Linked DNA regions of Mus musculus: all the other regions are linked to region 1. A link is a contact called in public ChIA-PET and Hi-C data. All regions are on one chromosome and are shown on one strand. Each heading gives the region's core, a stretch centred on a gene start, on an enhancer-like site or on the middle of the called end of the contact. The rest is flanking DNA. Distances are from core to core; before and after follow the strand shown. Region 1 overlaps Arl15 (ADP-ribosylation factor-like 15). Region 2 overlaps Itga2 (integrin alpha 2). Region 3 overlaps 4930544M13Rik (RIKEN cDNA 4930544M13 gene). Region 4 overlaps Cspg4b (chondroitin sulfate proteoglycan 4B).

Region 1 (6,885 bases), core at 1,184-3,683:
TAAGGAGCCCTTTGTACCAGAAACTATTGTATACCTATTTTGTGTGTGTGTGCGTAATGGTGATAAAACAGACAGACCTTGGTTACCTGAAGGGAGCCAGAGAAGTATGTGACTCCAAATAATTCGCAGGGAGAATGCAGTGGGGGAGGTAGGAGTCTTTTGAGGGTCTTTTCTGTCTGTGGGGAGGGAGGGTGAACTAGAGAAGGCATAGCACTAAGGAGAGAGACTACATTTTCACACAGCTACTTGGTGGAGCCTTTCTTGGACTTCTTGTTTGTTTGTTGTTTGTTTGTTTGTTTGTTTGTTTTTCAAGACAGGGTCTCACTGTGTTTCCATTTGCTGGCCTAGAACTCTTGGGTATCTGTGCATCTCTGCCTCCAAAGTGCCAGGATGGAAGGCATGTGCTACCATGCCCTGGCTGGCCAATTCCTTTGTAAACTGAATCTGTCTGTCTTGATTCGAAGCTCACTCTTTGTGGACCTTGCTCAGGTAAATGCCTGCCCTGGAGCTTCCAAGCCACTCTTTGCCACCATAACAATGATTGTACAAAAGCACCAGGAAGGCCTAAGGCGTGGTGGGGCTCAGTTCCCGAGAGTTTGGTCTGTGTTGGCCTTGGATGGGATCTGACTGTGTTCCAGGAGGTGGCAGGGACATATAGCCTTAGCCAAATCCTCTGAGCCCTCGTTGCATATAAGAAGCACCCCAGTTCTTTGTTTTTGTTTTTTTGTTTTTGTTTTTTTGGTTTTTTTGAGACAGGGTTTCTCTGTGTAGCCCTGGCTGTCCTGGAACTCACTTTGTAGACCAGGCTGGCCTCGAACTCAGAAATCCGCCTGCCTCTGCTTCCCATGTGCTGGGATCAAAGGCGTGCACCACCACGCCTGGCAGCAGCCCAGTTCTTGTTAGTAGCACAGCTTAGGCCCACCCTAAAGGGCACAGTTAGACAAAGAGGATAGAACAACAAATCAGATTAGTGAGATGTAAACAAATCCCCTTGGCTGCAGTAGATAAATAAGAAAGGCCTGGGAAAGTATACTTACCAATGTGTGAGTTTTTCTTTTAGAAATTGTACTTTGTTACACCAACTCTTCCTAGTTCTCCAATCAAGTAAATTCTGTTTTCTGGTTGTCTAAGATTCTGCTGTGCGGGCCATCAGGATTTCCTGGCTTATCGCCTTACCCCGGGGTAGCCACCAGGGGGCGGGTGCAGTCAGCCAAATACTGTGCAATTCCCCTCAGAGGATGTGTGCTGGAACTGGTAGTGAAGAAAATACAAGTTATCAGGGGAGGAAAAACAAAACCTTGCACTCTTAGTATGACTTCAGCTTATTAGCCACCCCCACAGGCTTTTGCTATACGCTGAGTCTGGTTTTTCTAGGCAGGCCACACTTGAGCGACTGAGTTCCAGAGTCTGTCACCTCATGGCTCACGTCTCCAGACACTTGGAGAAGGCTTAGTGGAGGAATGAGTGCTGACATCTGAGGTATGACCACTGACAGCCGAGGTGGCAGAAGTGGCCTTTATGCTATAAGACTGTCAAAGATGTCCCTCCAGACGGGAGAGGGTGTGACCCCTCACAGACCCTTCCACGTGCTTTTCCCAAGTGGAAACAAATTCACCTGAGGGATGGCGAGTCACAGGCTTCCGATTCATTTCGGATTCCCAGACATCCGCTGGGCAGCACCTCTCCTCTGGCCAGCCGCCTTTCCCCCAGGCTCCACAACCTCCCGAGTCTCCTTTGATCATCTCTGGGCTCTGACTGTCTCCATTTTGCTTGTCCAGCTCGTGAGTTCATTTTTAACTTGCTTGCTACATTGAACTCTCGTCACTAAAATGGATGTGGTTTCTGCCTTTCTGACAAGTTTTTCAGGTTATCGTTTTAACTCAGCCTCGTTGTCTTCTCTTCTGGGAACATTATCTGTTTCTTAATGCCTCTCTTAGTGGGCCTTTGACTTTCCTTCAGTCCTTTTGTTGGAACCATAGCTTGAGTTTTCAGGAGACAACAGAAAGCCTATCTTGGTTAGGGCACTAATCAGGTGGTAAAGTTCCTGGACATGGCCAGGGACTCCCACTTAATTTCTAATAATAATAATAATAATAATAATAATAATAATAATAATTCAAATCTAGGTTTGGAAAATGTGTGTTTTTACGGAAAGCAGGCTAACTACCCAGGCTTGCCCTGTTGGGAGCATGCAGAGGAGAGAGAAGCCAGGATGTTTCCACGGGTCACAGAGAAAAAAAAGTGGATTCCAAAGGGAAACAGGAAGAGATACAAACGTGGAAAAATTAAAACGAAACAGATGGTTGCTGGAAGCTTCTAAGAGGAAGTGTTTGTGGTGTATTTTCTTGTTTATCGGCATACTACAGAGTTCACACCCGGAAAGTGTACAGGAAGTGTTGAGGCTGCGTGGCTTTAGGATGTGCGCAGCCGTCACGGGGTCACGTGCTTTGTCCTGTCGGGTGCCCTAACGCGGCTGCCCCACTGCATCTTTGGCTGTTCGGGAGAGATGAGCTGTGTTGCTTGACCTGCCTGAGACATTCCTACTTACAAGACTAGTTTGTAGAACTTAGTGATTCTGTTACGGTTTTTAGTTCACCTCTAACCTGAGATGTAGCAATGCCCGTCTTAGAACCTTTCAGATAGATGGTTCTTTCGCAGTGACTACCAGCCAGTCTTCCAGCCTGGAAGACTTTCCTTCGTCATTTAGTGAAGGAGCCTCACAGTAGTGCCAGCCTCTCAGAGGGCCAGAGGATGAAGAGAAGACAGTGCAGAGCCTCCTCGAGGCAGGGAGGGTAGTTGGCTTAGCCATGCTCCCTTGCTTCTCGTGGGAGACACCCTGTCACTCGCACAGGCGTGGAGGGACCCTCTTGCCGACAGTCTCTTTCTTTCCCTGATGGACTGGAGAGAGGATGAGCCCGGACCGCTCAGCCTCCACACCCACAGAACCAATGTTCTTTCTGTCGTTTGGAAAGTTGAACATCCCTAATCCCCCAGCCTGGAATCAGCGAAAGAGGAGACATTTAAATCCCATTTAATTGCCTGCCCGTGCCTTTCCCACTGGCTCCTGGGCCCTGAAGAAAAACGGCCACGCCAGGATTCTGAGCAGAGTTACTGTGATTCCTTCCAGGCCTGGCTAACTAACTGATCACATGCAGTACGCGTTCGTACCTAAGGACTAATTAATGCCTGATGACGTCTGTTGCTCCAACCTTGCTCTTTTTGTTTCATTATTTTTTCTTTCCTCCAAAAAGATGGATATATTAAAAAAAAAAATCTCAAGAAGTAGGATGTATCTGCTGATTAAAAGTTTAAATGACAAAAGCTTGTTATAAGTGAAAAAAAAAAATGAGAGTCCGCTCCCGCCCCCACCCCAGTCCCGCCACTCCCACTCTCAAGGGGCAGTGACAGCGGTCACTTTCACACTGACGGTGTCCAAATTTTCAATTTCAGTCCCCAGGTCCCGCTTGAGTTCCACAATCCAATCTCTAACTTGCTGAGCCTAGATGCTGATTTATAACAATTTCTATTTTCCATCTCGCTGTTTGTTGTATTTACGTATTTGAGCCACGTGAAATCCTTTGGAATCTTGGCAGATGGACCCAATCCATAAGTCCAGCCATCAACTGATTAAGTTTTAGTCTGCCTGTCCGTCTTCTGCCTGTCTGTCTTGTTGGCTCCTCGAAGTAAATCCCTGCTTTTTCTCCCTCCCCCTCCCCCCCAACCCTTTTTCCTCTTGAGATCCACCTTCCTCTCTGGTCTGAACTCTCTTCCTCACAGGGCAGCGCTGTCTAATGAGAGAGCTGTCCCTCTAGGCTGCAGACGATCGGTCGGTCACCTCTGTGCATTCTCACACTTCGGCTGCTGGAGGTCAGCCAGCCCCTCCTCGGACTTGGCCGGTTACTCCGGCCTCTCGTCCCAACAGCACTCTGCTGAGACTTAACTTCCTAAACCCGAGGCTCCTCAAGTCCCTTCCCCGCATGGCCACAAACACATTTTATCCTAATGCAGTTGAAGCCCTCACCACATCTGGCTTTGACTTCTTGGTTTTCCTGCGGCTTGGTTTTCCGTGTGCTCAGTGCGCCCCCTGTCCTGGGCAGTCAAGGCTCTGCTCTCTGTTGAGGTATTTATTCCTCTGGCCTTCTCGTTGCAAAGAGAGGCCTGGCTTGCGTTCTATATTCTCCTGGTCCTGGTGCGTTCTCAGTGTAGGGTGTGGCCATTTTGCCTGTGTCAGGATTATAGTTTGAACCCCCGCTTCCATTCATTAGAGGTGGTTTTGTTCTTGTTTTCTTTCGAAAGACCGTAGGACTTTTAAATGCCATTTAATGCTCTGTAGTAAGTCCTCGGGTAGACCCTTCTTAGATTTTTCTTGAAGCTTTGCTTTGAGAATCTTAATCGTGAGTCTGCAGATCAGGCTACTAGCGAGCACAACCATGTGGTTGCTGGGAATTGAACTTAGGATCTCTAGGAAGAGCAGTCGGTGCTCTTAACCTCTGAACCGTCTCCCCAGCCTGGGACTTATTTTTAACATTTCAGTGATAATACATCTCTGCACCCACAGCTACCCACTGCAGTGAGTCTCTGACCAGGTTGGGGAACAGCACAAATCTACAGGTGTAAATAGAATGATCTAGAGGACAGTTGGATAACATGAACATTTGGATGTGTAAAGAAGCGCTACTGTTTTGGAAACTAATTAGAAATACAGGTATTTTTTTCTTTTTTTAATGAAGTTTCAATAGAAGTAGCCCACATTTAGTGCTCCTCCCAGAAGACATGGGCTATCAAGTGAAACTCTCAGCGGCAGGCACAGGTTGTTAAGGTCCCAGAGATAACCAGAACCAGTCAGGCTTTTTCCATTGCTCTTGGCTGCCCACCCCTCAGTAGATGGTAAGACTCTGTTGCTGAAAACATCATCCTCTTTGGTGGCACGACACTGAGAAATCAATCTGGAATTGACCAGGAAACTCATTGCTGGGTAGCTTTCATAGTTCTAGAAGGCTCCATACGGGCATCTGGTCTTACCCAGTGCTGGGCCAGGCACGCTGCAAAACTGACTTCCCAGGCAAGACGTGCTCACTGTGCAATAGTGGTGTGACTCTGAGGAGAAGCTTGGGTCTGACATCTGTTCCCCAGGAGGGAATTCATCCCCGATGCTGGGAACAGGGTTGCTTGTTTTGTTGCTTTCTTTCAATGGTGAGAGGATGATGTGCTGTTGACTTGTTACCACGTGGAGTCATAAAAGCTGCCTGGTGATAAGATGTGGGAAGGCCAGTTTACTCTCGAGTGACCTGTCTGAGCTCTCCTGAATTCCATCCAGTCTCAAGCTAAGGAACAAGGCCTTGGGAGAGACTTCCTCACCCTTCCCTGCACGTGCACCTGCGTTTCTTCTTTCTTACACTGAGGGGGTCGGTGGCTGAGAGTGAAGGAATATGTGTCCCCACTCCTCTCTTAGCTGTCCCCTCCCTTCAGCTGCACAGATGCTCCAACCCCTTAAAAGGGACCGACTTCCCACGCTTGATGAACAAAGCAGCGGTTCTGGTTTGTTGCGGGCCCCGCCCTGCCAGAGTTCACCGGGACTGGACTGTCCTGCAAAGGAGAGATTCGTATGGTGGCCCAGATCCCTTTTGCTATTTTTACCTTCTGTTTTGGGTTTTGTTTTCCGTGTTCTGGGAATCAGCCAAGCAAACCTGGAGGTTGCAGGACACATTCGGAAACATAAGGTTACATTGTTGCCTCACTTGATCTTGAAATCTTTAGCTAAAGATGATTCCTCTAACTGGAATATCCCAAGGGACTGGTTTAAAGTTTGCCCCCTCCTTGGCTTTTTTTGTTCACTGGACGGCTCTTGTAGCTGAGGGGCATCCATCCATCCCCCAGGAGTGGGAGAGGGCCTGGGGTTCGGGAAGCCCTTTCTTACCCTTCTAGGATTCATCCTTCATTTCACGCTGGCTCACTTTTGTTCTTACCTCTAGACTCCCTTCTGTTTTCCTTCTCCCCTTTCCCTCTTTTCTTGCTCTTTCTCTCTTCTGACTCTGCTCCTTACGTTTCTGGCCAAATATGTTTCTGGGAGCCCATGATTTGTTGCATGTTTGGGGGCTGTCCTGTTCTCAGCTTGATGGAAATTTGGCATTCGTGTAAAATCGGTTCCCTTACATCTAGGTCTTTGTGTGAAATCCACACTTAGGAAGAGTAGGGCTTTAGATAGATAGATTTGTTCTTGTACCAGTTAGAGTCTCATTAACTGATCTCTCTCTCTCTCTCTCTCTCTCTCTCTCTCTCTCTCTCTCTCCCCGTGTGTGTGTGTGTGTGTGTGTGTGTGTGTGTGTGTGTGTGTGTGTGTGTGCGTGTGCCCGCACACCATCACCTCAAGTGCTTTCCCTGTTGTAAAATAAAAGACAGGTCCCGGAAGAGCACTCTCTTTCAGCGTGGTTCATTTACAGTGAAGTCAGTCTCCTTGGCTCCTGTGTATCAAGGTGTGTTTCCCCTTCTCTCTGGGCCTTGGACACAATCCCGGGAAAAGCCCAGGAAATCATTTCTGTGACCCTGTCTCCCGCCTTCCATGAAACGTACCACAACCCTTGTACTATGAGCCTAAATGGAGAATATCAAAAGTGAACACAAAAACCCCACATACACCCACCCGACCTGTGATACAGACTAAAGGTAAAAAAGTGGGGATTCTTTTCTCCATTATGGTGAAGCCATCTGGGGAAAGAACGTAGGTTTTCAGTAGAAACAAAGTCTCAGATGGGAGAAGGGCCAGTGGCACCTCCCCGACCCGCGCCTTAAATTCTAGATTTTTGTTTAGGATTAAAGAGGAAGAAAAGACACATCGACCAACCCCACTTTGAATTTATAAACCTGGCCTTCCAGTTTACTGCTTGC
Region 2 (6,885 bases), core at 1,768-4,267, 980 kb after region 1:
TTGCTGTCCAGAGACACCATGCTAATTTTTGGGGTACTTTCGTTTTCAATGAGATTGAAATAGCCTAAGAGCCGTAGACTTTCTGGATTTACTCATCAAATTAAAGCTAAACCAAGACAGTAGAGTACCTGCCTGTTTTCATAGAGGGAGACAGACCCTCCTGATGGATTTATCTTCTGCATGGTTTAAGATCAATAATACACTTAGCTAAGAACCCAAGGATAGAGACAGGGGCATGGCCATCTTGATTCAGCTGTAACTGCAAATAGAGAACTGTGGAGACATTGGGTGGGAGACCAAGAAGATGCTGTTTATGGCAAGGACAGCAAAGGCATCTTTGACACTATTCATGGAGATGCCGTGGCTGGAGTGGCATCTAAGAGACAGACCTCTGGATGAGCTCTCCAGATGATCCTGAGGCAAAGCCAGGAGAAGTATGTGAACTTACTATCTGGCTTGTACTTACAGCAGCAAAGGTCCTGTTCCAAACTCTGGTTGTCACATTGATGAAGTACTCTGCTTTCATGTGAAGGTCTTTCAGCCAGCAGGTGATGTTACTGCAGGAAGTGGTTCTGCAGTCCTTTCAGATTAGAGTCAACAGGAGAAGGGAGAGGGGAAGAGAGGAGGGGAGAGACCGGTGTTACTAATGCTAAAACTTTACAAAAAGATAAGATACAGCTCAGTGCTAGGAAGGACCCTGGATACAGGCACTGCTGGGCTCTGTTGCAGTGGTGTGCAAGCTTCCTAATGCTGCAATCCTTTAATACAGTTCTCCATGTTGTGCTGACTCCAGACCATAAATTTATTTTATAACTATAACTAATTTTGCCTCTATTTTGAATCAATGTAAATGTCTGTGCTTTCCAATGTTCTTAGGTAACCTCCATGAAAGGGTCATTCAACCCCAAAGGGGTCACAACCTGCAGGTGGGGAATCTCTGATGTATTACTACTTATAACTCTTCTTCAAGAGATTTTGGTATCATGTTTCAGAATGTAAAGTGAGTTGGCAGGTCCCCCACCCCCACCCCAGCTATTTCCTGTTCATACGGATACCTTTGGAGATAACAGAAATACGTGAAAAGAAGGGCTCACCTGTTCGTTCTACTATTTATGACCATACAGGCAAAACACAGTAACTAACTCATGTTATTGGCAGTGTGTTGCTAACATGTAAAGGCAAGCAAATTATTGAACAGAAAGAACAGGTAGTATACTTTAATTATTAAACTTAATATGCATTTCTTAGATTAAGATATGTTAGTAAACGAATCAGTAGTTATCAGGTGTTAGGGGAGAGAAGGAGATGTGACTACACAGAGCATAACAGATTTTTAGGGTCGTTAAGCTCCCCATGCGGTGCCATAATTAACAAAAACAGGTTGTTATACGTTTTCAAACCCCATAGTGTGAACACTGGAGCCCCAGTATAAAATGGTTTCAGGCAAGCACATGTTAGTGCAGCTCTGTCACTTGTCACACTTGTGACACATGTACTACTCTATCATGGATTTCAACGGTGGACGAATCCATGAATATGTGTCAACAGGAGGTATATAGGAAAGTCTTCTACATTCCACATGATTTCATGATGAATTGATTTACAAACTAAAGCTTCTTTAAAAGGAGTCCATGGGAGCCAGGAAGCTAGCACAGTGGGTAAGAGCATTTGCAAGCAGTAGGACCAGAGTTCAAGTCCTCAGCAGCCACATAAAAAGCCTCATATGGCTTGTGTGCCTGTAGTCCAGTGCTGGGGAGACAGTGCAGGGACAAGTGGATCCTGAGAGCTCTCTGGCAATCTAGCCTGGGCAAAATGGTGAGCATCCAGTGCAGCAAGAGACCTTGTCTCAGGATAACACAATGGAGAGCAATCGTGTAGTGCCCCAGCCTGTGCATCATTCACAGCCGAGCAAGTCCTTATACTTGTTGTGTACCATACAGCCACATATGGACACACAGACACACATGCATGCACATACATCTCTCTCTTCCTCTCTCTCTCTCTCCCTCCCTCTCTCTCCCTCTCTCTCTCCCTCCCTCTCTCTCCTTCCCTCTCTCTCTCTCTCTCTCTCTCTCTCTCTCTCTCTCTCCCTCCCTCTCTCCCTCCCTCCCTCTCTCTCTCTCTCTCTCTCTCTCACCACACATACACACACACACACACACACACACACACACACACACTCCACATGCAGGGATGGCAGAGAGCTTGCTTAGAGTTTATTGCTCACTTACCCCGTGACTGAGTCTGTACCAAGAACCATGCTAGGTGCTACACTAACTCTTCCCCCGAGGGCAGGCAGAGAGATGGGGATCAGGGTCAGTCATCATACAGAGCTCGGCTTTAAAGGTTAGCGGAGCAGGCGTTGGTTCTGCTGATCCTGCTTTGCTCACCATCCCCTGACCCTGTGCACCCTCCACCTTCTCTAGGCCCCCTTTCACCTCCATAGTAACCGCATGTGTCCTGTTGATGCTGCAGCAAACTGCCGGCCTAAGCTTGAAAACATATTTGCTGTATCCTACTTCACACTTGCCGTTAAAGCCAGAAGAATACTCTCTCTAGGGCAGTGGTTCTCAACCTTCCTAATACTGTGACCCTTTAATACAGTTTCTCATGTTGTGGTAACCCCCAACTCTAAAATTAGTTTTTGTTATTACCTCATAACTGTAACTTTCTTACTGTTATGAATCATAATGTAAATACCTGATGTTTCTGATGGTCTTAGGCGACCCCCATGAAAGGATCATTTGAGCCCAAATAGATTGCAACCCACAGGTTGAGAACCCCTGCCCTAGGGTATCAGCTGCTGGGGTAAAGTAAGAGTCACGATTCCAACAAACACCAGATCCCTAAAGGCAAGCTTGGTGTAACATCGCTCTCTCCTCACCAATTCTTTCGTATGCCGGAAGTTTTCATTCTTGAAAGATACAGAAGGGGCGGTGTGTGGTAGCTTGAGTGGATTTATTTCTGCTGTGCAGCTGATGTCGCCAGCCTACAGAGAAGAACACCACATCAGAATTGGAAAGCAAAGCGGTAGTTGTCAGTGTTTTCAGCCTGCCAGGAAATCCTGCTGACATGTGGGGTGCAGGGTGGGGCCCTTAGGCTCCTTTCTCAGAGGCCCAGTGGCCAAATCTTTTGTTCTTTCAGTAAAGGCTCAACTGTTGCAGTGAGCTGATGTGACCTGATAAGGCAGGCCAGCTTCTCACAACCTGTCATGATTTCAATGTGGTTTGTACTTCATAGTTCACCACATTAAAAGAGTAGTCCTACCCCATCCCCCCAGAGCCTAGCTAAATCACCATCAAAGAGACCAGAGAGTCTTCATCCATCAGTTGATGGAACAGATGCAGAGAACCATGGACAAACATTGAGGAACTCTGGGAGTCTTGCTGAGGAGGCAGAGGAAGGATTGGAGAAATCAGAGGTGTTAGGGACATCACAAGAATATGGTCCACAGAACCACCTGACAGGGACTCATGGCGGTTGCAGGAATCAGAGAGCCTGTAGGGGTCTGACCTAGGTTCTCTGCATATATGTTATAGCTGAGTAGATATGGGAATTCTAATAGTGAGAGCAGAGGCTGTCCTTGACTTTATTTCTGGGACTCTTCTCTGCCTACAGGATTGCCCTGTCCAGCCTTGATGTGATTGCATGTGCCTGGTCTTATTGTAGCTCATTATGCTATGTTTGGTTGATGTTGTTGAGCGGTCTGTTATTTTCTGAGGGGGGCGGAGCGAGATTTAGGGCATGGGTCTGAAGGAGAGGGGAGACAGGAGGGGGAGAGTGGGGGGAGGTAGGGAACAGAAACTACAATTGGGGTATAATATATGAGAGAGGAATAAAAAGAAAAACTGTGGTCCCTAAAGTGGCAGTGTGGAGAGAGGATGAGACCTTTAAGAGTTGCTGGGTGGCAGAGGCAGGCAGATTTCTGAGTTCAAGGCCAGCCTGGTCTACAGGAAAAAAAAAAAGAGTTGGGTCCCAGTAGAACATCTACCAGCTAATTAACTGGAAGGATGTCCTAAAAAGGGGGGTGGAGAATTCTCTCCAGTTTCCTACTTGGCAATGAACTTCCGTTTCCTCTTTCTTTCTTATACCAACTACCATGAGACACTCACCAGAGATGAAATAATGCTGGCAGCTATCTCTGAATCTCAGGAACTAGGGGTTAAATAAACCTCTTTATCTGTAAAGTTTGACTAACCTTGGGCATTTTATTGTAGCGATGCAAAATGAACTAATACTTTGCTCGTATGACATTAGATAAATTTGTAGTAAAGATAGATAGATAGATAGATAGATAGATAGATAGATAGATAGATAGATAGATAGATGGATGGATGGATGGATGGATGGATGGATGGATGGATTAATAGATGTAAACATCATGAATGATTTAGTATTCTTTTCTCTGGAACTATTTAGGACTTTAACTCCTTTAGGTTTACTATGCACATTACAGAAACAACACTACTGTAAGACCAGCTAGGTGCCTAACTTAAGGTGAGCCAATGTTAGGAGGTTTGGCTATGACACACACTATCTCTTGGTCCAGGCTGCTTGGTCTGGCCTTCTATTTAGATTCAGATTTCATTGCCTTGATGTTTCTCTTTAAAAAGTAATTGGGGTGGTTTAAATGGATAACTAGGCCTGAGTACTACTGGTCTTCAAGCATCTTCCTGGAAGACCAGCTATTAATTGCAGCTTTCTAGACCTACTGTGTGCCCATAGTAACCCAAACCTCTCACGTCTTGGTTTTCTCTCCTAGGAGGGTTCTGACCAACTTGAATCACCTCCTACCAAAAACAGAATAATTGCAACCACCTCTGACCACTTAAAGCAGGTTGTCGATTTTCTTAGGACATATGAAGTTTGATGTTAGTTTGTTGGCATCTGGGATGCATATATTGTCTCTCTTGTTTTTCAGCTTTCAGGTGCAGACACACTCATCCTTAAGCCTTGGGTCACTTCTATTTGTGTGGCCAGGTGTATTGTCCTTACCTGGTCTGTTTGTATCCCAGTCAGATACAGGAGTGGGTTCTTTTCCTTGGTGTACTGAGGAATGTGGATAGTCACCAATGCCATGCTCACTGGGGCACTTCCGGCTGTTACCTAAGCAGACAATAACATGAGATGCAAATGCTGTCAGAAAAACCATCCGTGATGCTCTCAGTGACGCTGTCCATGGCGAGGGGAATGGAGAATAGCAGTGCAGCTTGGGCAGGAACTGAACCTCACTAAAGATCACGTTTTCACCCGAAAATTAAAGACCATCAAAAAGTCAGTGGCCATGCACTCCCAAGCTGTCTGTTCCCACTGGTGGGAATTAAGTTGGTAGTGTGGAAGACACTTGATACAATGGCTCACACTTATGCTCTTAATACTGTTATTTATTTTGTTTAATTTTTTAAAATGTGAATTGATTAAAAATCGTATGAAGTATGCGGTTGCCTTCCTCACTTTCTGAAATACAAAATCTGGATAACCAATCAAGATTCTTTACTCATTTAAAGACATGAAGCTGAACTTCAGGGCTGAAGCTGTTTCTGGACTAGTGGAAATGCAGAGATGGAGTGGCGATTGGCCCAGGGAGACAGGCGTGTTCCTATTTACATTCCAAAGATTTTCTAGCGTTCTTTTCTCGATTAGCTATTCTTTCATAACTCAAATTTTCTCTTTCTTAGTCATGCTCTGTGGTCCTCACTGGCTTTAAAATTACACCGATCTCACCTCAGCTTCCCAAGTTCCGGGATTACAGTGTGTTTCTGTGAATTTCTCTAAATACCTAATCTCGATCTTTAGATTAATAGTTGCTTATCCTTACAGTTATGTTATAGTGAATCCACTCAGAGCATTTTAGATACTAACTAGCATGACCATACAAAAGCCCTATTTGTACCATATTGATGACCTTTGCAAACAGGCCTGGTCTCCAGGCGTAGAGTAGTGTAACGGACACTCCCCCCTCAGTAACACCGTTGTAATGATGCCTTGTTAGGTAATTATATTTGCTTTGAAAATATATCATTTCTCCTTTACCTAGAACACACAACTAAACACAAATCCCTCAACTTATCTGTCATCTACCTCAAGTTCTCAGCATCCTTCTCACTGCCTGTGCTGCAGCATCTGCAACATTGTGTGAACAGCTCAGAAGCTCACATCCTGGCTCACCACAGCCCTTCTGTGTCAGACAATCCGGGCTGAGGCTCAGCTGTGTGTGCATGTTAACAAGCTCTCTCGGTGGTGTTACTGCACACTCAGGACTGACAGCCACCAGTGCATTGAGACCTTACTCCACTTCTTCCTCAGCCTCGACTTCTTTGTTTCTCTCTTCCTCTTCCTGGATTGTCATCCTTATGACAAGCTTACCAACCTTGAGGGAGAAGATGAATTTAGGACCAATATCTTCGACACTCTTGATGACAGAAGGAGCGTTCTCATCCGAAGAGATCTCATAGAAGTTGATGTTGGTGGATCTGTTGGGTGACAGTGGTAAAGCTGATTATTTCGGTTCTTCTGTTTCTCTTGAAGCAGCATATTTATTTTACTTAAGTGTCTCCTAGCTTGTATGATCACCAAAACAGCTCACTGTTACTATAGAAACACTGAATGAGTATTCTACGTTCTCATCAGCATTTTAAGATTCCACATGAGAGACTATGAATCTGTTTTTCTGCTTGACTGGTGTCGGGGGAAGCTAGAAATAGCAATGCTACCTATCCTAAATATTAGTGGTATACATCATCTTTATGTCAAGCCCCATAAATGTGTAGAATTATTAATATTGTCATAATACAAAAGTTACTAAATAAATCAATATAAAAGTTTTGAAAAATACTAAAATTACTTAAAAGTACTTCCTTTCAAGACATACCCCTTCACTCTCTT
Region 3 (6,885 bases), core at 1,798-4,297, 810 kb after region 1:
TTCCATGCCAGGGGAGAGGAAGAGAGTCTTGACTCCATGCCACACTCTTCAATCTAGCTGTACCAATAACAAAATGACAGTTGGATGCCCATCTGATTCTGTTACTGCTTTCTGAAATAGAAATAGGGTAAAAACATTATCAGTAGATATCGTTATTTTCTGTTCCTCAAACAGACCTTACAGTCTGATGGTATTGTTGTTTATTCTTAGGAAACAACATTGTAGCTACCCTAGTCATCACAAAGGACTTTTATACTTACTACTAGATGCAGAAGGCAGATTTTGGTAGGAGGACGAGAAGAAACATATCACTGTTATGGTTCGGGTATGTTGAAACCATGTAACACTGCGGTTATATTAGCTCATTCTAAGGCTTTGCTTTAGTGCATGGCTGAAGTAGGCATGCTGTGGGGTTGAGAAAGTCAAAATAGTAAGCACAGATCATGCTATGGAAGTCCTCAGTAAATCAATGCTAATTTGTTGTTATTGCTAAAATGTGGAAGTGTTTTTCACACAGAAGCATACACACTCTTCCCAATCTTCTTTCCTCTGGCTTTGCTTTCTTGATTCAGTAAACTTACTTGGAAAGGACTTAGAGATTCCTGGGCCATGCTTAGATGAGACGAAATGGAAGGATATTCAGAACAGTACAGCTAGGTAAGAAAGCCTCTCTTCTAGTACAGTTTCCTCAGATAATGCACGATTGTTAGTTTCTTACCCAGCCGGCCATATGCTTGCATGTGTTGAGTATCTACCTCCACTTAGATAGAGATTGTAGTGTAGTGGGTGAACAATTGTATACAACTGACGAGGCGTCATTGTGATAATAGAGACAATGAGTAAGATATCACCTGACACAGTCATTGATTGACTGAAAGCCTTCTTGGAACTGATGACGAAGGAGGTGAATTTGAGTAGCAAAAGGTTTAAGTTCAAAATATTGAGTCCTTTGACACTTTTGAGACTTGGGAATTAGGAAAATTGGGTGATGATCATTTGCTCGCCATGATTTTACTAAATGTATATCATTTAGAGTCATTTAGCTTTATTGATTACCAAAGCAAATACTTGGAATGTATGCAAGTGCCGGTGAATGGCTTCAAAGCTATCCTGGGTTTTCAACCCCATTTTTTACATACAGAATTCAAGCTGCAGATGTTACATATAGTCCTGCTAAATATATGTTACATATACATATATTACATATAATATATTTAGTTTGCATCAGTAGTTACATTGAATTTGCTCTGATATTTATTCTTTTATAACTCCTACACTACGAAATTGTTCAAATATCTGAATTATGTACATGCATTCTTGAATCCTTCGTGGTGTTCTGTCCATCAGCCACATAGGCATCCAGTAAATAAATACATGCTAAACTAGTACAAGTATCTCATCCAAATACTCGCTTTGACTAGATCGAGTGGAGAAATCCATATTTCTGTACACTTCAAAGCTTTTCCCTTTTATTCCCCTCCATCCACCTGGAACACTGTGCACACAGTGTTATTACTTTGCTGACATCCAGTCTCATCCTACCTCCTAATTCCCCCCAAATGATGAGTATAGATGGATATGCTTCTTGGGTGATGAAGTTAATTTAAGGCAATGCTCTGCAAAGCCCTGCCCCCACCCTCCATACACACACACACACACACACACACACACACACACACACATCTCCTAAGGCTCATATTCTTATTTCCAGGGATTTGTATCAGCAGCTTCCATAAGGCAGCCTTCCAGGAAGCAAACTCCCTTATACATCATTCTGATGGTTACTGTATACTTGCTCCATCTACTCAAACTCTGCACGTTATAACAGAAACTTTACTCATTTTGTGGTTAGTACACACTGCTCCTATAATTGTGTGCTTTAGTAGAATTCTGATGAAAATGATCACGAGTCATCTTTGAAAGTTACTACCACCCCAGAATGTGGTTTTTCGTGCTTTTAACAATGGAGATTTGAGTCTCCTTGCTCTCAAATTGTCAAACAGAAGTCTAAACTTGCTCTGTTACTAGAGCAGGGTTTTAATAAATGGAATTAAGGTGTGCCAGCCACGTCCTGCTGCCAGTCCCATGGACTCACTTCCAGCTGATTGCTGTGTTGACAGATTGCCCAGAGGGAAGCCCTTCTCTAGAAGTTTCCCTCTTTCAAAGAACGGACACCCAAAGTGGGTCCAGCGCTGTGCTTTCTCACTTGGATGTGTAGCCATCTGGCGAATGTGTCCGTAGAGCCAAAGGCCTGGCCCTTTGCTGCATTTAAGACAACTCTAATTGATCTTCTTGAGTTCAGGGTTCCATGAAAGGTACCTGCTGCTATGGTTTCTTGTTTTAATCCTTTTGGCTCTTTCGGGTTCCCTTCACCCATTTGGCAAGTACTGTTCCCCAAAACTCTGTCCTTGATTTTTTTCACATACCTCTTATCTGGCTGCATTTTCCTATTCTATGGTGTATTTATCACGGCACTCAGGAAATAAGAATTATGTATATGATATGTATGACTTATATAACACTATTTATAGGAGAATAAGTAGTTAAAATAAAGTGAGATGAGGGAAAAAATCTTCATCTAAAAATGATTTTGCTAGGTATTTCATATACTCCTAAATGGTAAAAACACTAATATTATTGTTTCCTACCTCTGTATTAACTGATTTCGACTGTTTTCCTATTTTTCTTGAGAAAAACCTACCTCAGTCAAATGTAGTCATGAAAAAGCAGATTTTATCAAACTCTGCCATTACCACATCAAAATGACTCATCATTCAAAGCCCTGCTCTTTACTTCCTTTTACCCAATCTCCGTTTTGTGGAATTTGTGGAAATTCCACAGCAGTGGAATTAATATTATTATTTTTTTAATTCCCAATTTGGCCATTAAGTTGTACTTCCTCAACAGGTAATCTCTTATTCAGGCGCAGTGCCAGATGCAAGGGATAAAAACACAAACAAGAAGGCTCTGTTCTCAAGCTATTGACATCCACTTTGTGTTCATTGGGGCTGGGCAGAAGCAGAAATCAGATGGGGAGGTGAAGTCACAGAGGGTGACCAGCTCAGCTGTAGTGTAGGAGGCTGGGCCAGTACCCAGGGGCTGTAGGAGCACACAACAGCGGCAAACGCCCCAGGTGAATTAGTTCCTGTAAATGATGCTAGAGAAGAGAACAGTAATTATGGGAAGCACAAGCAGTTACAGTCTGTGGAGATTAGCTGAAAAGACAAGCCCCGGGGACGTGAATAAGACTATCTTGGATTTTCAAGTCTCACTCTGTTCCCTCAGATAACTACAGACACACGAGAGACAGACAGCTACAGCTAGAACGTGCCAAACCCTGCTCTGGTGAAAGCCTCAGACTGCAGAGTCAGGAGCTGATAGGCTGTGGTTGTCTCGGTCTTTTGGGGTGGTTTGTTATACAGTAACAGCTAAGGCAAACACCTGGGTTAATTATTCACCCAAGCGCGAGTCCCGTTACCAACCAAGTTTCCATTCGGCTAGAAAACCTGTCTCACAGGATGTGTTCTTACACAGTTCATGCTGCCCAAGGTGTGGGGACAAGAGGCTCTTGCTATTCTCCAGCATTTCTTTCCCCACAGTATCCAAGTATTAGCAAATATTCACTGGCCTGCAATGCTCGGGGACAGGGAGAGTTATTGAGAAGAAAGCCCAGTCCCAAATGGAATCTTTTCCTTTTGGTTTTATTTGAATATAGTTTGTTTCTTTGCAACCAGAATTGCCACAGCCAAATAGAACTCCCTTTAACTGATTAAAGTACTGTATTACTGTCAACAAAGAGGATTTGGGTGTGTGTGTGCAATAATCACTGCCACCACTATCACAACAAAACTCCTTCCACACTGCAGTTTGGTTTGCACGAGTGAACAGCCTCGAGAAACATCTCTAGCTCCATCTGGGTTTGAGAGTAACAAAGGGTATGAAAGTGAGAGCCCAGGGAGGAAGGAGACCTCTCAGATGCACCATTGTTTGCCTTAGGGTGGGAACAAATGGGCTCTGCATTCAAGAGACTACTTCCTCCATGTGAAAGTGATGGTTTTAAAGAACATCAGGTACTGGCGAGAGTGGGTAGATCGCCTTTTACTTCCTATCCTCAGGATATGAGTTGTCCTCAACATAATTTGTATTAATGAAGGGTAAGTTTCTCTCTAGGGGAGTGTCTTTGCTTTGACGAGGTGGCTCCCTAGAGTCTTGTTACACAACAGATTACAGAATCTGCACTTGCTCTGGAAATGTGCAGCAGTTTGTGCTGAGCTGACCCTCCCTAAGCCTGGAGTATTTGACAAACAGAATGAGATATAAAAGGCAAAACAGAGTTCAGCTATTTGTTTCTTTATTAACTAAATGTAACCTAAGTAGACTCCAAATGATGACTCAAAAGCAATGAACCACTTTTGCTTAGCAAAGATTTGATGAAATCGTTGATCATATGATAAGGCTTAACCATTACATCACTGAAAGAAACCGGAGACAAATTTGATAGAGTAGGGTGGTCTTGTCCCCTCCAAAGCCCTAGTATAAAACAACTTTCTTATTTAATTCTATTTATACGCTGAAGTAGTTACATCTCTCTTGGAATAAAACTTTCAATGTGCTCTGAACTTCACTCAGGGAGACTTGGCTTACAGGTCTTTCCCAGAGTCTTTGATAACCTTGGCCATTTCCCTTCCAACACCCATCTACTAACAAATCTTTAATCAACGTCTACATTTGCCGTCGTTCTTCCTACAGCTTGGTGGCCATAAGTGATACCATCGGAGAAGTGATGCTGCTGACCACATACAGAACTCAGTGCAACAAGCTGTGTCTTTGTAGCTTTGATCAGTCCTTGCTGCAGGCCATCCTCATCCTTCACATGCATAAGTCACATCGCCCACTACCTCCTTTCCCTTTATCAGATGACTGCTTCAGACAGAACCCAGCAGGAAAACAGAACCCACAGTTGGCATTTGTCAAAGGATATGGCGTGTAGGAAACTGACTACAGGAAAAAGTTAAAAAAACAAAAAACAAAGCCACCAGACAGAACAGGGAACTTGGAGATAACGCAGCAAAAGTGACTGTAAGAAATGTGTACTCTCTATTAATGCTAGGGAAAGGGAAAGTAAAAAAGAAAAAAAAGACAGTTGGGGGTATTGATGAAGCTTGGTGACAGGGGATCTGCAGAGCTCAGGACCCCTGAGGAGAGATTGTGGCATGGGTACTGTCATATTTTTAAAAGGTCCAATGAGGCTGAAGGAAATTACCCAAGAAGCTGATGAAGAAGTCTGTGGACAGCTGTTTATAGATCTGTAGAGCCATCATGGTAAGAACATGGTATAAACAGTGCTATTCAGAAAGGCAGTAGCACAATGACTGGGGCAATACATTCTTTTATGTGTTAGCCTGCTCTCTTGAAAACAATGAATGTTGAAACAAAGCCTTTTGTCCTTTGACCTAAGCAAGTAGTAGATAGGAGTAAGTTATAGGAGGAAAGTGTCACATGCTGCTCAGCAGCTCAGCTTTTAAAGGGTCACTGTACTGTGCCTGGATATTGTGCTTGAGCAGAGAAAACTGCCCTTCCCCATGTTACTCTACTATGACCATCTCAGAGACAATGTCTGAAATCTAAAAGATCCAAATCTTAGATCAATTAAAGCAACTGTTGACATTCTTAAGATTGTCTGAGGTCTCATTTGCAAGCCTATTGAATGTCAGTTCACCCTTCTGTCTTCCTACCATCTTTTCTCTGGTCCTTCCAGTTGTATCTTACAAGAGAAGTCTCCTACAGTCCCCAATGACTTTCACGCAACCCTCCATTTCTGTTTCCAGAAAATGAGTGCAAGCTAGTGGAAAGGAGCTAATCCTGGGAAGCAGTTTCTGGAATGGAATTTTGTGGCTCAGTCACTCACAGATGCTTTGGCTCTGAGGACACCATTACCGGTGGTAGGTGGAATGATGGTACTCCTTGGCATGCAAAGGAAAACTGATCATGAGAACTTTTACCAGAAATGAACCAACGGAGCATATAGGTGGAAGGGGACACGTCACGTACTAGAACACCTTAGGCATTTCAAGGGTATGAAAGAAATGGTAAGGGTAGGAGCTATGAAATTGGTTGGCTCTTTTGAGCACTCTTAAATTATTAAAGATATAATGGTAGGTGTAGAGATATTGTTCACTAAGTCAAGAGGAATGATAAATGCTAGACTGTCCCCTGTGAGCATTCCAGGAAACCTTTAAATGTCCTGGAGCCAGAGGACAAAACCAAAGAAGAGGCCAAGTTAATCATTCAAGTAGGAAGGGCTTGACAGAAAGTAGAATTACTTTCAGCAGATGTTTTGTATCAAGCAAAGGGAACGAATGGAGACAGCAGGTGACTCTCAGATTTGGGATGGTAAAATCCAAGTGCATACATTTTAGAACCAAGTCCCCAGAAACCTAAAGTTTTATAGAATTGCTCTGTCACTCCCATTAGAAACTGGAGATGTCTTCTTTTATGACCATGCAAAGGTCTGAAATGAGGGAGAGACTTGCAAGGGTTGGGCCTAGATCAAATTGCCTGTTGGGCAACTGGTGTCTGACAACAGGAGCCACATATTTCCAGCCAGACTGGAAGATGCTGGTCTGATAAAGTAAAAGTGTTATTATGCTAAAGAAACTGAAACAAATGTGACAGACACTTTGAAAGAGTATAGTTAGAGTAAGTACTAAGGATGAGGGAGGGATCATGGAAAGTAGAGAACGCAGTTATCTAAGAGAGTACTCAACACTGGCAAGAATTCCTGTAGCCAATGCTTTGTATCCACTCCCTTTCTGCTTACTCACATTCTCTCTAAACCATCTTGCCCTAAAATGTTTATCTTCGTTACTACGGGGCACCGACCAA
Region 4 (6,885 bases), core at 2,003-4,502, 530 kb before region 1:
ACGTGACACTAACAGTTTAGACATGGTGAGCCCCAGTTATCATTTGGGGAGTATTTTGAGCCAGGGTAGCAAACTGGTTAATCGGCTGTTCATTCCTGTGAACTCTTACGAGCAAAGATAGGGCTCGTGTACTTGGATAACCCATCTGTATGCATATGAGGGGAAAGAGTCTTCCTGGCCAAGGAATATTCCAGAACAAATATAATCAATCTGAAGTAAGCCTGGCATGAAAACCCCAGAGCGGTGGGTGGGAGGAAAAGAATAATAAATATTAGCTCCGTGTTGAGAGTTGATTTCTGAGCATAAGGATCCCTCAGCATGACGCAGGTTTGTTCTTTTGGTTTCCAGAGATACTAGTAGGTGGCAGCCAGCATTTCTGAGCCACACCCCTCCATCCCTCACGAGTCAGGCGCAGCTATAAATGTACCACTTAACTGATGAAATGATTCCTCATTTAATCCTTTTCATGATTCTTGTAATCAAAGGAGGGTTGCAATAAATATTTGAGGCAAGGAAAATTTAAGGCACTTGACAAATGACAAAGTTAGCAAAAGTAGGATTTGAGCCTGGGTGGTCTGAGCTCAGAGTCCACACCTGCTACCCATAGTGGGAATGATCAGGAGGTTATAGGTCCTATGGTACCAAAACAATATTTTAAAATCATGTTAAGTGAAATAGAATGTGTAATACCAAATTATCTTGTGTCTAACACACACACATACACACCCCACATGGACAGTATGTAAAATGTGTTAATTACTTTGGCTAATTGAAAGGCACTGCAAGCCATGAAACTAACAAAGCTAGATGTTTATATATATGGAAAAATGCCCCCTCCATTACTCTTACTGTTTCTGGAAATGTGTGGTCTGTCTGTAATATGTACATGGGCATTTGTGAGGGTGTACACTTGTATATAGAATTCTGTATGAAGTTCAGCATTGGGTATTCTTCATCCACATATCCTCCACCTCTTTTTTTTTTTTTTTTTTTTTTTGGGCAGTCTTTCACTGACCTGAAGCTCACACTTGGTCTAGCCTGTCTCCCTGGCCAGGCTAGGGAGCCTATAAACTAGGAATTCCTTTGTCTTTCCCCCTCCGATGTTGGGATTACAGGCACATGCCAGACAAACTTGGCTTTGTATGTGGGTGCTGGAGATTGTCGAAGTCCTCCAGCTTGTGTGGCATGCACTTCACTGACTGAGCCATTGTCTCTCCCGGAAACATGACCTTTTATGAGTTGAGTCAAGTTCTAGGAGTTCATCTGTTGAAAGTGCTAAATCCTGAACTCCCAGAAACTGATACCATAGGGTGATAATGAAGCCACTAGGTACCTGCTATAATAACTGCACCCTCCGCACCTAATACTGCCAGAGTTCTTTACTACATTAAGAGTCGTCTCACTTCCAGGCAGGGAAGTCTGCTTGTTGTCCTCATCTTTGAAGTCTCCTAATGACTGTTCAATGTCCTAGCTCTGCCAGACTAATTAACCCCGCCTGCTCATTGCCCGTTCACACAGGCTTGCCCTTCCCAGCTAGAAAGTAGGCTGGGATGGGGAACAGTACGTATCTGCTTTCAAACCTGGCCATCTCACTTTATGGATTGTGGTGGTCATTCAAAGTCATGGTCATGATGGAAGAAAAATAACAAATGACAAGGATTTAAACATTGGAAGTAAAGGGGGTAAAGTTGAGGGGACACACACACATACACACACACAAACACACACACTGAGAGAGAGAGAGAGAGAGAGAGAGAGAGAGAGAGAGAGAGAGAGATTGCCTAAAGGTCTTCGAACAATGTAGTCTTGTGCATTGAAATTTTGAAGCACAATGATAATATCTATTATCAATCTCAACTTAATTTCAAATAGAAAAAGAGCCAAGCAGCAGCCAGGAATTAGCCTTCGTCTCTTAGAAAGTCTGCTCTAGGCAGTTCACAGGATCCAAGATATGCTATTAGTTTCTGCCCCCAGTTATCTTTGTTTTCAAGCTATTTCTCCCTTTCCCACCAGAGTGGCTGGCAATGATGGCAAATTAGCATGGAACAGCTAAGCGCATTGACCACACTGCAGGGAGTGTCATGAATCAACTCCCAATAATATTAAAGGATTATCAGGTCTGTCCATTTTTCTGGATGTGAATGTGGACAGCATATGCACTTAGTTAAAGCCACGGCTAACTGAGCACACTGTCTAGTAGCAGATGTGTGGGTAGTTCCTCTCAAATGTAGGGATCATTTCTGACAGCAGCATTTCTTCTCTTTATTTCAGAGCAATTGGTTGATGAAGATAATGACCACTTTCTGGTCACACGGTAGCTAATACTGCTGAAATGTTTATTCTGTGCCTGGTATTGGGCTCAGCCTGTGACACAAGCCTTCAACAACTCTGTAGGGTATCGTTTTTATTTGAAAAAAGGGGAAAACTATAGCACAGGAGACTCTTGGCTAAGATTGCAAGAGAGACAGACTGGCTGACAGACAGACAGAGCCTCGGGGATATAGCAGAGTTAAGGTGTGAACTTGTGATCACAATGAAGCACTACTGCTTTCTCCTGCACAGTTACAGTATAGGAACCCAAGAACCTGGAGGAAGTATGAGCTTCCCACAGAGTTAAGGGTAGGGGTGAAGTAAAGGGCTGGGGTGTGGCTTGGAGGTAAGCTACTTCTATAATGAGCATGGTCTGGGCTGGAGAGACTAGTGGTGGGATGTGTGATATGGGCAGTAGATATGACTAGCCCAAATAACAACATTAAGCAGAGAGAGAATCTGGGACAGAGGCAAAATGTGACTTCCACAAGGCCTTCAGATTTATGGGTTTTTAAAATCACATTGATTTATTTGGGATATACGGTAAAGGGACCACACACACACACACACACACACACACACACACCATACACAAGTATTGATGTCAGAAGACAACTTGCAAAGAGTTGGTTTCCCCTTCGACTATGCAGGTCCCAGGGGCACACTCAGACCCTCAGGTTGGTAGCAGGTACCTTTTCCTGACCCAGATTTCATGTTCTCTCCAATCTGCATTTTATTAAAGCTTTCAGGTGACCTTATATGGCTTTCTTCCTCCCAGTCTTGCCAGGGCCTGTAGATAGCAAGGGTGTCCACCCCAGTCTGCTTTGGAGAAGAGCGTGGGAGAGGTGGGAATTGATCCTGGTGGCATGGTGGACTCTGGTTGGGGATTCAGAGCAGAGTCTAAGCATTGCCTTCTCTGGTGTAGGGTTTCAAGTGAGGCCTTTCTCCTGCAGGAACAAGACACATCCTTAAACTGCAGGGCTGGCGGGCGGGCCCATCTCTAAGGGAATTGGGGGCCATGAATGGGGTCATTTATTTGTGCTCTGACAAAGCAGATTCAGAGTTATGCTATCCCTAGTGACTCCTTTGTATTCTGCTCTGAAATCCATCCTTCTTTTTTTGTTGTTGTCGTTCGATTTTTAAAATTACTTTATTAGATATTTTCTTCACTTACATTTCAAATCCATTCTTAAGAGTGCTTTTGAGTTTAAGTGGTGTTTTACACAGGCCACATAAAATTCTGGCCACGAGGGGGCTTCATTTTCCCATTTTTCAAAAAAGACCTGTAATATAATACTATAATGCTTTGCCTTGTTTTTACTTTAAAGATAGGCTTGGCTTGGCTTTGTATGGTGCTGGGGATTGAACCCAGGACCCAGTGTGTGCAAATCAAGGACTGTCCCTTGGAGATACACCCCCCACACACACTTATTTGTTTTTGGCAATTATTTAGAATAACTAGAAGGAGCTTTGCAAACCAGGTGCAGTGGAAGCGTGGAGGCTGTAAAAGTCAGTGGCCTTCCAGAATGCCACACAGCAGGGCAGCTCATCAGAGTACTCTATACAACTCCCCTGAAACCTGATCCAAAGGCCAGAGTCTTTAAATGTTGATAGCACAACTATGATGACATTGGGTAGACACAGTTGGTAACTCAGGAGGTCAGCCTCTCTTCCTCTAACAAGCAGAGGTGAATTTTCGTGTACTACCCCCAGGGGCAAGTGCGGCTTGTCCTCAGGGCAAGTGTGGCTTGTCCTCAGGGCAAGTGTGGTTTGTCCTCAGACACTTGCTTATTGAACCTTACATAACTTTCAAATCTGGCTTCAAGGTTGAGCTCATTGCTGTCCCTCTCTCCACATATCTGAAGTTACTGTGACCCAATGCTGGGCTCTAAACTAGAGCTTCCCTTGAAGCAATGGGACTGCTAATTGAGCTAGTGACAGGTTCCCCATTTGTTTTAGAAGGTGGTATATTCCAGAGGTGACAGGGGAAAGCAGTGTTTGGCCTTAGAGGAACTACAGTGGAAAAATAACTCTTCTAAGCTCCTGATTGGGAAAAAATAATCAGGGTCTACAAGTTACAGGAAGGAAAATGACAGCACATTCTCAAGTTAATTTTCATTCCTGAAGAAATAAAAATAAGCTACAGGGAATGATTTAAAAATGTAAAGCCTGAAACTGGCAGTCATGGTACTGTTAAACAGGCCCACGTATATATTTTATAGAAACCGTGGCTTTTCCACAAGTTAAATTAAGCCTACGTCCTTGTAATCTGAGCACACTGTTAATTTTGTATTTCCAGTAGACACTGAAAAGCTATTGTCCTTAGACTGAGAGAGAAACAGTCAGAAATTAAGTTGTTAACAGGTAAATGCCCCCTCCCATGATGGGTAATGTGAAGTAAAGCAATATATGCAGTGTGTGATAGGAAATAGCCTTCATGATGTTAATGGAACTGGGCTGGCTTTAGTATAGTGTTAAAGTAGAGTAGTGTTAAAGAACAATACACTCAATGGCTTGAGAAGATGGCCTACTGATTAGGACACTTTCGGCTCTTGCAGGCTGCAGTTTGCCTTCCAGCATCCACATTGCAGAGTTCAAGACTACCTATAACTCTAGCTTCAGGGGATCAGATTCCCTCTGCTGGCTCCCCAGGGCACCTGCACACATATGTGTATGCATAGACATGCATACATACAAATAAAGTAAATCTAATATTTTTGGAAGTTACATTTGGGCTGAGTGTGTATCTTTGGTGATACACACACAGAAGAACCTAGCTTGCCACATAGTACCATAACACAACAGCCAGATATGGTCTTATCCTCAGAGCCAAATCTTGTGAAGAAAATGGGCTACCCAAAGCTAGTATTTACTAAAGACTTGCTGTATGTCAGGTGAGGTTGTGCTAAGTACAACATAGATAATATCCCCATTATTCCTTTTTACTGATGAAGAAATTAGAACCCAGAGAGATTAAGAGATGTGGACAAGGTTATATTGCTAGGAAATATGAACACAGTGACTTGAACCCTGGTTATCATTGGACAAAACCAAAATCCAATGTTTTTGCACAAAAATAATTTGAACTCAAGAATTTGAATTTTTAGCAGTGCTGTTTTTATTGGCATGAGTTATTCTTCAAGATAGTGAATTGCCTTAGTTGCGTTCGTATTGCTGTGAAGAGAAACCATGACCAAGGAATCTAACAAAAGAAAATGCTTAACTGCAAGTTTTTGAGTCCAAGGCTCCACCTCCTAATCCTTCCCAAATAGTTCCACCAACTAGGGATCAAGCATTCAAACAGATGAGTCTATGGGGCCATTTTTATTGAAACCACCACAGTAGCCTTATAGAGTTGAACACAGATTTGTATGTATAAGTTCTGGTGTGTGTGTGTGTGTGTGTATTTATGCATGTGTATATAAATTTTATGTATAATTTATGATCATAGCTGTCAGCATTCACCAAGTTAGAGGATTATTCACAAAAGAGGTTTTTTCTTGTAATCTGTATGGCACTTTGGATGTGATTATGATGATGATGATGATGATGATGATGATGATGATGATGATTGCTATCTGTGTGACACTTTGGATGTGATTGGAATGACTTTTATTGTCCGGATATCAGGTTTGGTATGAAAACTTAAAAAGCCCTATATACCTTCTGGACTCCCATTCAAACTCTCTTTCAGTGGCATGGGATGTGAGCTGTCACTGCAAAAGCGCCTCCTTTTCTGTGGAAAAGGAAAATTGTTCCTTTTGAGCATGCGACATAACAATTTAACGGTTTAGGAGAGAAGCTTTAGATTCTCTGCTAGGAAGCATAGAAGCAGATGCAGTGTTGGTCTGCCAGTAAAGATGGCACATAGACTCAGGAGTGTGCACATGATGTCTCTGTGTTCTGCAAGCAATAGCCATAGGTAAAGGTGTGAAAATTGAGCTAATGATAAAGCCACTTGTTTTGGTGCTGGTGAAACGCCATGTGTCTTAGTCACTGTGAAGAGACACAATGACCAAGGCCTCTCTTACAAAACCAAAGCATTAATCTGGAGGCTTGCTTATAGTTTCATTATTATCATGGGAGGGAGCATGGCAGCAGGCATGGTGCTGGAGAAGTAGTTGAGAGCTACATTCTGATCTCAGGGAGAGAGAGAGAGAGACAGAGACAGTGAGAGAGAGAGAGAGAGACAGAGAGAGACAGAGACAGAGACACAGAGAGATATAGAGAGAGACAGAGAGAGACAGAGAGAGAGACAGAGACAGACACAGAGAGAGATAGAGAATGGGCTGAACATGGCTTTTCAAACCTTAAAGCTCACCCCTAGCGACATACTTCATTCAACAAGGCCACACCTCCTAATCCTCCTAATTCTATCAAAGAGTTCGACTCCCTGGTGATTAAACATTCAAATATGGGGGGGGGGGGCATTTCCCACATCATGTGACTCCCTGATTTTAAAACTTCTGATATCTGATTCCATCCGGTGAGACTCATTTTAGAAGCAACAGTGAGCTCCTGCTCTCCGCTGTCCACTCCCCATGAGGCTGTCTCCCTTTCAATGGTGGGCAACGT

Evidence for each region. A called contact is a pair of places that touch in the nucleus more often than the background predicts. ChIA-PET counts read pairs in DNA pulled down with a chosen protein or histone mark.
Region 2: a contact with region 1 is called in an RNA polymerase II ChIA-PET map of memory CD8 T cells, with 6 read pairs. The contact joins two enhancer-like sites. A contact is called at or near these places in 1 of 15 datasets of contacts at CTCF or cohesin (large pre-B cells), 1 of 484 Hi-C or Micro-C datasets (CD4 T cells), 3 of 115 datasets of contacts at active chromatin or transcription factors (T-cell acute lymphoblastic leukemia, embryonic stem cells and memory CD8 T cells) and 1 of 9 other capture datasets (embryonic stem cells).
Region 3: a Hi-C map of the HPC-7 cell line shows a contact between it and region 1, with 4 times the contacts expected there. The contact joins two enhancer-like sites. A contact is called at or near these places in 2 of 484 Hi-C or Micro-C datasets (the HPC-7 cell line and muscle stem cells), 4 of 115 datasets of contacts at active chromatin or transcription factors (embryonic stem cells, extraembryonic endoderm stem cells, heart atrium and 1 more) and 1 of 9 other capture datasets (embryonic stem cells).
Region 4: a Hi-C map of embryonic stem cells shows a contact between it and region 1, with 6 times the contacts expected there. The contact joins two enhancer-like sites. A contact is called at or near these places in 1 of 15 datasets of contacts at CTCF or cohesin (stem cell-derived epiblast-like cells), 37 of 484 Hi-C or Micro-C datasets (the AtT-20 cell line, B cells, the C2C12 cell line and 19 more), 3 of 115 datasets of contacts at active chromatin or transcription factors (astrocytes and embryonic stem cells) and 1 of 9 other capture datasets (embryonic stem cells).

The regions. Positions count from the first base shown.
Region 1 is chr13:113,868,193-113,875,077 of GRCm38.p6, forward strand. The region is part of intron 1 of Arl15 (ADP-ribosylation factor-like 15); the gene reads left to right. Among named protein-coding and RNA genes, the nearest start is that of Arl15, 77 kb to the left of the region's middle. Within about 2 kb of position 2,434, at least 125 of the 459 cell types and tissues checked have an H3K27ac peak or open chromatin away from gene starts, as enhancers often do. A contact at or near this core is called in the HPC-7 cell line, extraembryonic endoderm stem cells and memory CD8 T cells, where this site is marked.
Region 2 is chr13:114,842,949-114,849,833 of GRCm38.p6, forward strand. Itga2 (integrin alpha 2) reads right to left here. Exons shown (of 30, transcript NM_008396.3): 24 at 6,371-6,473; 25 at 4,996-5,106; 26 at 2,885-2,989; 27 at 467-580. Among named protein-coding and RNA genes, the nearest start is that of Mocs2, 28 kb to the left of the region's middle. Within about 2 kb of position 3,018, at least 51 of the 459 cell types and tissues checked have an H3K27ac peak or open chromatin away from gene starts, as enhancers often do. A contact at or near this core is called in memory CD8 T cells, where this site is marked.
Region 3 is chr13:114,677,149-114,684,033 of GRCm38.p6, forward strand. 4930544M13Rik (RIKEN cDNA 4930544M13 gene) reads left to right here. Exons shown (of 7, transcript NR_045976.1): 4 at 5,829-5,942. Among named protein-coding and RNA genes, the nearest start is that of 4930544M13Rik, 73 kb to the left of the region's middle. Within about 2 kb of position 3,048, at least 66 of the 459 cell types and tissues checked have an H3K27ac peak or open chromatin away from gene starts, as enhancers often do. A contact at or near this core is called in the HPC-7 cell line and extraembryonic endoderm stem cells, where this site is marked.
Region 4 is chr13:113,333,804-113,340,688 of GRCm38.p6, forward strand. All of the region lies in intron 5 of Cspg4b (chondroitin sulfate proteoglycan 4B), which reads left to right. Among named protein-coding and RNA genes, the nearest start is that of Gm41070, 27 kb to the right of the region's middle. Within about 2 kb of position 3,253, at least 21 of the 459 cell types and tissues checked have an H3K27ac peak or open chromatin away from gene starts, as enhancers often do.